2 separate regions of the Xenopus tropicalis genome follow, and region 1 is linked to region 2. The links are chromatin contacts, called in public Hi-C maps. All regions are on one chromosome and are shown on one strand. Each heading gives the region's core, a stretch centred on a gene start, on an enhancer-like site or on the middle of the called end of the contact. The rest is flanking DNA. Distances are from core to core; before and after follow the strand shown. Region 1 holds the start of bbof1 (basal body-orientation factor 1). Region 2 holds the start of il28b.1 (interleukin 28B (interferon, lambda 3), gene 1).

The links. A called contact is a pair of places that touch in the nucleus more often than the background predicts.
Region 1: a Hi-C map of gastrula embryo shows a contact between it and region 2, with 3 times the contacts expected there. The contact joins the promoter of bbof1 here to the promoter of il28b.1 in region 2. A contact is called at or near these places in 3 of 5 Hi-C or Micro-C datasets (gastrula embryo, neurula embryo and tailbud embryo).

The regions. Positions count from the first base shown.
Region 1 is chr8:81,935,990-81,940,242 of UCB_Xtro_10.0, reverse strand. It overlaps bbof1 (basal body-orientation factor 1), which reads right to left and starts at 2,669. Exons shown (of 11, transcript XM_002938595.5): 1 at 2,413-2,669; 2 at 1,165-1,411. The coding sequence starts at 2,459.
Region 2 is chr8:81,741,866-81,745,820 of UCB_Xtro_10.0, reverse strand. il28b.1 (interleukin 28B (interferon, lambda 3), gene 1) reads right to left here and starts at 1,305. Exons shown (of 5, transcript NM_001171763.1): 1 at 1,159-1,305. The coding sequence starts at 1,305.

The DNA.
Region 1 (4,253 bases), core at 1,420-3,919, 190 kb before region 2:
ATTTAAAAACTCTGGGCAACAAGTGAATTATGTATGGTGTGAAAAAGTGTGGAAAAGTTATCTGCACTTTTGATTTCCTGGTGCTCATCTAACTAATTATTTAGAATTAATTAATATAATATTTACTTTTTTTAATTAGATTTTATTTTTGATTTTTCAAACAAAAAAGAAAAAAATGTACATTAAGGGCTTTGACACACGGGGAGATTAGTCACCGCGCGACAAATCTTCCTTGTCGCGGGTGACTAATCTCCCCAAAATGCCATCCCACCGTCTAGAATGTAAATCGCCGGTGGGATGGCATGCGCGGCGGTGCATTCTAGCCGGTGGGATGGCATTTCGGGGGGATTAGTCGCCCGCAACAAGGAAGATTTGTCGCACAGCGACTAATCTCCCCGTGTGTCACAGACCTAACATTGACAAGAAGAGGGAAAGAGAGCTAAAGATGGAAGCAAGGGCCCAGATCATACCAAGGCTTGGAAGGACTGAGGCACAATTAAGTATTTTGCAGTTCCATCAGGTCCAATATTTACTTTCTGATAAACAGCATGATACATTTCCTCACTTTTTTTCTAACCAGTATAATATAAGATAATAATAATCTAAGATAATATCAGATTAGCCCTTTCCCTTTTTTTCTGACAAGTTCCTTGACTGGATCATGGTCAGAAACTGCCCAGCAGGTGGTGCAATTGTAACAAAATGTATTACTATTAACAGTACCTATTTCCCTTAGTATCTTTAAAACTTAAAAAATAATAATAAATGTAAATGGCAAAAGTGCTTAGCATAGCACTCTTCTTGATTTTACATTCATTTATTTGAAGGGTTTGCTTATCCTATAATGTACCTAACATATGTGTGCATCCCCTGTACTATATTTCCTAGAACAGAAGAAACAAATAAACAGAAATGGTTTATACATGTATATCATAATTGATTGTTATTGCAGAGAATAAGCAAATATAATTTTTGGCTGTTATTTTAAATAAGACAATTGATTTTTTCTTTTTAGTCCAAAAGGAAAATAAAAACACACATAACAATAATATAAATGTAAGGATCGTTAACATGTGCTTCCTAAAGAGATCAAATATCCGGTCAGAAAGAATGACATTGAAAGGAATGGGAAGCAAACAAGTACGATATTATCACTAGAAATACCAGCTCATCTTTTTCCAGGTCCTGCTTCTTCAAGAACCCAATGACTTCAACCATGTCTTTTTCCAGTTGATATTGTTGCTTAGTCAGATCCTCGTTGTTCTGGGCCAGACTTCGGGCTGCATCTCGGTACTCCACACGTGAAAATTCAGTTACCTTCAGCCTCGCCTCCCAAAGTGCTGCATTGGCCTTTGCTCTCTCTACTTCAGACTCTTTGTCCACTCTATGTTCAGTTTTCCCACCCTTTTTTCTTGATAATAATAGTAGACATATAGCAGTAGTTCATTAGCTATTATTTGGAATATATCTATTGGATATATTTCTGAGTGGTTTATTTATAAATAATGAAGATAAGGGCTCTTTTACTTATGCAAGTACAATGTGGCCTTAGTAACTGCAATTACATTCATTTTTTTAAATAGGAATTTTTAATAGTTGAATAATGTAACATGGCTATTAAAAGAAAAATGTGTTTTTCCTGATACAGGTATTGAATCTATTATCCAGAATGCTTGGGATCTAAGGTTTTACAGATAAGTGATCTTTCTGTAATTTGGATCACCATACCTGTGTCTTCTAAAAATCATTTAAACATAAAATTGGATAGGATTGTTTTGTCACCAATATGGATTTATACATCATAGTTAACATAAAGTAAAATGTACTGGTACAGAGAAAAGCTAGAAAATCATTTATAAAAAGTAGAATTATTTGCTTATAATGGAGTCTATGGTAGTTGAACATCCCATAATATGTATATATCTGGATAATGGGTTTCCGGATAATAAATTCCTTACCTGTACTTTATTTTAAAAAGGAAAAGATTACTTAGAAATGCTGATTCTGCCACTATGGCTATTGGAGACATATTGTATTACACTGTAGTGAGAGGCAGTAAATAAAACTTTGTTCTAATAATTGAAGATATATAAACTTTATATATATGCAAAAAGCATTTGCTTTCGTAACAAAATAATAATAATAGGCTGACTTGCACAAAAATTAAATGACCAGGTAGATACAGTATCTGAGGGCTAAAACACTGGCAGATTTAGTAATGTGGAAAACAGGCAGGTTTAGGAGGGTGGGAAGCTGAATGATCAGTGAGATGTAAGAGGAAGGACAGGCTAGAATAATCAGGTAGATTTCAGTCAGACCTGAAACTGGAATGATCAGACAGAGCCAAGTGTGAAAGCAGGTTGGCATGATCATGTAGTTAGATGAAGTGTAGAAGCACAGCATGATCTTTACCTTTTACCCTTCTTTCCCTTTCCAGTTTTCACTTTGAGCTTAGGCATTTTAGCAGCAAGTTTAAGTTACTATTTTCTTTTCCTTCTTTTTCTCTGATTTTCTTTTTCTCTGATTCTTCAAAATATACCTGCTCTCCAAATCTTGTATCTTTTGCTCTCTAATTTTCCCTCTGCCCCTTGTCTGCTAGTCTCTTTGCTCTGTTGCCTTTCTCAGTCCCTGTTCCTAGCAGTCTTTGTCTTTGGCTGTTTACAGACAGTTCAGTGTTACTGTGGGAACCAAGCAGGGTTGCCATGCCTGAAACATAAAACCAGTCACACTTCCAGCAGTCCTATTGTGTGTGAAAGAGCTCTGAAGGAAGAATACTGAATACCATCCAATCCAATACCAAGAGGGAATGTCTGTAAATTGTAAAAAAGTTTAGCTTACAAGTTGCATGTGCCCAACGACATAATCCAGCAGCCAAAAATAATCTTTTCAATAATATAAGTTGGAAAAATATAAATGGGGCTCTGAATAGTAAAAAAAACAAATAAACATACACACACACAAACACACACACACACACACACACACACACACACACACATATACTGTATATACACACACACAAGGCCAGAACTAAGGGCAGGCAAAAGAGACACATGCCTAGGGAACAGTAGGGCACTAGCCACATACCATTTCTGCCAGCCTTCGCCAAGTTCTAGGCTTCTAGCCCTCTGTAACACTAAACACATTGCAGGAACGAGCACACCTTGGATGCACTTAGCTTTTGGCCTAGTACTGTATATATATTTTTAGATAATATGCTATATATGTTAATATATCATAAATTATTTAAATTGTGTCTCGCCCTGCACTTCCCTGCAGTTAAATGCAGGAGTAATTGCCCATGTGTAAGAGCCCTAAAGGGCTAAAAGGCTTTGCATTAGGTTTCCTGTTTACACCAACCAAGGCTGTTCTCTCTTTTGAATGAACTCAAATATGCAGCTCTATATGTCTGGTTGCCAGGACAGTATAAAATATACATTTCTGTTTCAATTAATATGTATAGAAAAAAGGGGAAAGCAAAGTCTGTATGATTTACACAGGATTGCATGTTAAGTATGTTAAAACGACATTTGTACATTAAAACTCCTGATTTCTGTATTTCCTACAATCAGTCCTGCTACCAGCGCCAACTGCAGCTGATATAAGGAAGTTCTGAAAGGGCTGAAGCTGTGGCTAAGTGCTTACTCATTATCAACTGGGATAACCTTTTCATGTCTGTCTCTGTGTGTGTGCATTTACATAAATTGTGGCATGTCAGTAGTTCTTGAACAAACGTTTAAGACAGGGTACTTTGCCACCGCAGGAAATCTTTTCTCCTGCGTGTGGAAAAGCAGACAAAAATACCCCTTGCATTTGATGGATACAAACTTTACAAACTGAGATCCCGGGTAATAATGTAAAAATGCAGAAGGCTTTTTTTGAACAATTACAAGTACCTGGGATCACAACATGTACAGTGTTTTACATGCAGCAATCCCAAATAACCCAGGGAGGCAGGTATTTTTGGCTAATTTGTTGCCCACTGGAGAGGAGATATCCTGTGGCCAATAACATTTCTTAATAAACACAGTGCAAACTAAATTATTTAAATTTAACCCTATCTAATGCCTTCTATCTTTATAAGACCTAATACTGCATTTTAAAGTATATACATATGGCCTTGTCACGCTGTATTATTTGATTAGGTGGGTCAGGAGTCACATGACCACTCCACACGAGCATGGTAAGCAAAGCATAGAACAACTGAAACATGACAGAAAAAAACTGGCGGTCTGGCTAGAGAGGGATGGACC
Region 2 (3,955 bases), core at 56-2,555:
TATTTATATAGGTATTTTCTAGTCTAAAGAATGTGATCTCTGTTATGCACACACCATTCACTCATTTGTCTACTTTTAGCTAATACAGTCATGGCCCAAATTGTTGGCACCCCAGAAATTTTTCCAGAAAATCAAGTATTTCTCACAGAAAAGTATTGCAGTAACACATGTTTTGTTATACACATGTTTATTCCCTTTGTGTGTATTGGAACAAAACAAAAAAAAAGGGAGGAAAAAAGCAAATTGGACATATTGTCACACACAACTCCAAAAATGGGCTGGACAAAATTATTGGCACCCTTTCAAAATTGTGGATAAATAAGATTGTTTCAAACATGCGATGCTCCTTTAGGCTAATGCCACACGAGGCATAGGGCGGATATTTTCGGCAAGCGTAAAAGCGATTGCTGAAAATTCAGCCCTACGCCTCCTACATGTGCCTGCACCCGAATGAATGAGATACGCTCGGGTGCAGGCACATGTAGCCGATATACGCACGAAAATACAAGATAATGCAAAGTCTCACGTTTTCATGCGTATATCGGCTACATTTGCCTGCACCCAAGCGTATCTCATTCATTCGGGTGCAGGCACATGTGTGGAGAGATCTTAAAATTACTGTTGGGAAAAGGCGCCCTTCCAATAAGAGAGACCTGGAGCAGTTTGCAAAGGAAGAGTGGTCCAAAATTCCCGGTTAGAGGTGTAAGAAGCTTATTGATGGTTATAGGAAGCAACTGATTTCAGTTATTTTTGCCAAAGGGTGTGCAACCAAATATTAAGCGATTTTTAACCCCTTCTGATCCTAATTAGCATATGCTAATTAGGGTTCAGATTCGGTTCGGGATTTGGCAGAATCCATCAGGGTGGCTTTGGGGGTTCAATGCATCCCTACTTTTATTGCATTTCTGTTACGCTAAACACAGCAAATAGCGAGATTAAAGCTACTCCATGTTTGGTCCTTGCAGTACGGATTACCAATAAACAGATAATGCCCTGCATAATGGACTCCTGCTAACAAAACAGTCACAACAAAGGAGGAATTATATATATATGTTAGGCAACACTGTTGGGCTTCTGCACATTATTACAAGAAGATATTACCTCTAGTTACATATTATACAGTCATGTGTTTCAGACATGTTATCATATCACACTCACATGTTCATTGTGCAGGCGTCTGACTGCCCTTATATCACTGGGGGACACAGATCTGTATCTGGACATGTGGCAGTGCCTTCTGTGTGGATGCGCTGTCACTGTCACCAGCAGGGCCATCATGGCAGCCAGTCTGATAGGAATTTCCATGGCTTCTGGATTAATGTTCTGTATGCAGCAGGGACTCTGTACACCTGTGAGAAATCACAGTAAAATTCAGTGTAGCACATGTATGTATAAACAAAGCAACATTTTTTCATTCATAGGTGCACAACATAAGTATAAGTCCAGCACAGCATAAGTCCAGTATTTACTTTCATATAAACACAGTGGTTCCAGCATAAAAAATGTCTAGCACAAAAAAATCTGCATTTCCATCATTTATGCATTCAATACAAACACACTATTACATATGTGACTCCCTTACCTGTGCTTTCAAATGGTTCCTCTGTGCTTCTGGGCTGCAGTTTCTCCCAGTGATTCCCATCTTTATCCTTTTATACCTTAATCTCCGAATAAAAAGAAAATGCATTTGTGCAAGTGCAAATCTCTTTCTTTACATATGGCTCTGTGTATAATCAATAAGGTAAGTCCCATGGAACTTTCAGTTTCCAGGTAAGGAGGTGACGTTATGTTCATAGTGAAGGAAATTCCTTCAGTCACACAGTCATGATCTCCTTTTATTACAATTACCTGTAACAATCCTTTAGTAGTTGATAGCTCCATCTAGTGGCAGAAACAATATAATACCATTTTCAGTTTTCTAGGACTCTGGAGCTTACCGTGCACAGGTATTTTGCCAATTTTTACATTTAAGCAGCCCTTTTAGGTCTAAGGCTTATTGTCAATGATATTAGACTGTCACTTATAATGTGATTTCTAATATCCTCAAAAGTGGAGGTAAGGTGACCATGTTCTTACATAATTGTATTTTACATTTCAAACACAGGTGTACTTCCTCTGTCCTTTGCCAATCATTTTATGGTGAAGAACATTCTGTAGTGTTTGCACATTACAGTAAGGTACCACAAAGTATAACAAGGACATTGTGGTCAAACAACAAGCCTTGCGCTTGGCACTTTGCATGAAGTTGCCACCTTGCCAGTATTTAACTGGTCTAACCGGTAAACTACCATATAGGGCCGACACCAGTATTACAAAGTTACGGACAATGTACTTGCCAGTAACTTTATAATACCCTATAAATCAATGGCCCTTCCTCACCATCTCCGCACTGATCAGGCTTTATACTCAGGTTAACCTCTGCCCCACTTATTTCCTCACCCATTCGGCCCATTTCCCCATACGTTTGTCAATCACATTTACCCTTTCCCCCATTTGGTCTGCCCATTTCCTCACCCCTTACATTATAGCCCCTCCCCCAAATGCAGTTGTGGTTCACCCCCGAAACAAAGACCAATATTAAACAAAAAAAAAGTGGCAACCATAACTTTGCACCTTACCACACTTTAGTAAATGAACCTTAAAGGGCAGGCCAGACTGCACTATAAATATGTGGATTTTAGAAAATGCCAGATGGCTTGAAATAAGATATGGGCTGATGGGGTTGCTATAGTGTTCCAAATATGAATGTCTTATATCTGAAACTACATAGTTATAGGGAATTAAAAAAAACATTTCTGGAGACATACAGTGGTGTGAAAAACTATTTGCCCCCTTCCTGATTTCTTATTCTTTTGCATGTTTGTCACACAAAATGTTTCTGATCATCAAACACATTTAACTATTAGTAAAGGATAACACAAGTAAACACAAAATGCAGTTTTTAAATGAGGGTTTTTATTATTTAGGGAGAAAAAAAATCCAAACCTACATGGCCCTGTGTGAAAAAGTAATTGCCCCCTGAACCTAATAACTGGTTGGGCCACACCCTTAGCAGCAATAACTGCAATCAAGCATTTGCGATAACTTGCAACGAGTCTTTTACAGCGCTCTGGAGGAATTTTGGCCCACTCATCTTTGCAGAATTGTTGTAATTCAGCTTTATTTGAGGGTTTTCTAGCATGAACCGCCTTTTTAAGGTCATGCCACAACATCTCAATAGGATTCAGGTCAGGACTTTGACTAGGCCACTCCAAAGTCTTCATTTTGTTTTTCTTCAGCCATTCAGAGGTGGATTTGCTGGTGTGTTTTGGGTCATTGTCCTGCTGCAGCACCCAAGATCGCTTCAGCTTGAGTTGACGAACAGATGGCCGGACATTCTCCTTCAGGATTTTTTGGTAGACAGTAGAATTCATGGTTCCATCTATCACAGCAAGCCTTCCAGGTCCTGAAGCAGCAAAACAACCCCAGACCATCACACTACCACCACCATATTTTACTGTTGGTATGATGTTCTTTTTCTGAAATGCTGTGTTACTTTTACGCCAGATGTAACGGGACACGCACCTTCCAAAAAGTTCAACTTTTGTCTCGTCGGTCCACAAGGTATTTTCCCCAAAGTCTTGGCAATCATTGAGATGTTTTTAGCAAAATTGAGACGAGCCTTAATGTTCTTTTTGCTTTAAAGTGGTTTGCGCCTTGGAAATCTGCCATGCAGGCCGTTTTTGCCCAGTGTCTTTCTTATGGTGGAGTCGTGAACACTGACCTTAATTGAGGCAAGTGAGGCCTGGGGTCTTTTGTGGCCTCTCGGATGAGTTGTCTCTGCGCTCTTGGGGTAATTTTGGTCGGCCGGCCACTCCTGGGAAGGTTCACCATTGTTCCATGTTTTTGCCATTTGTGGATAATGGCTCTCACTGTGGTTCGCTGGAGTCCCAAAGCTTTAGAAATGGCTTTATAA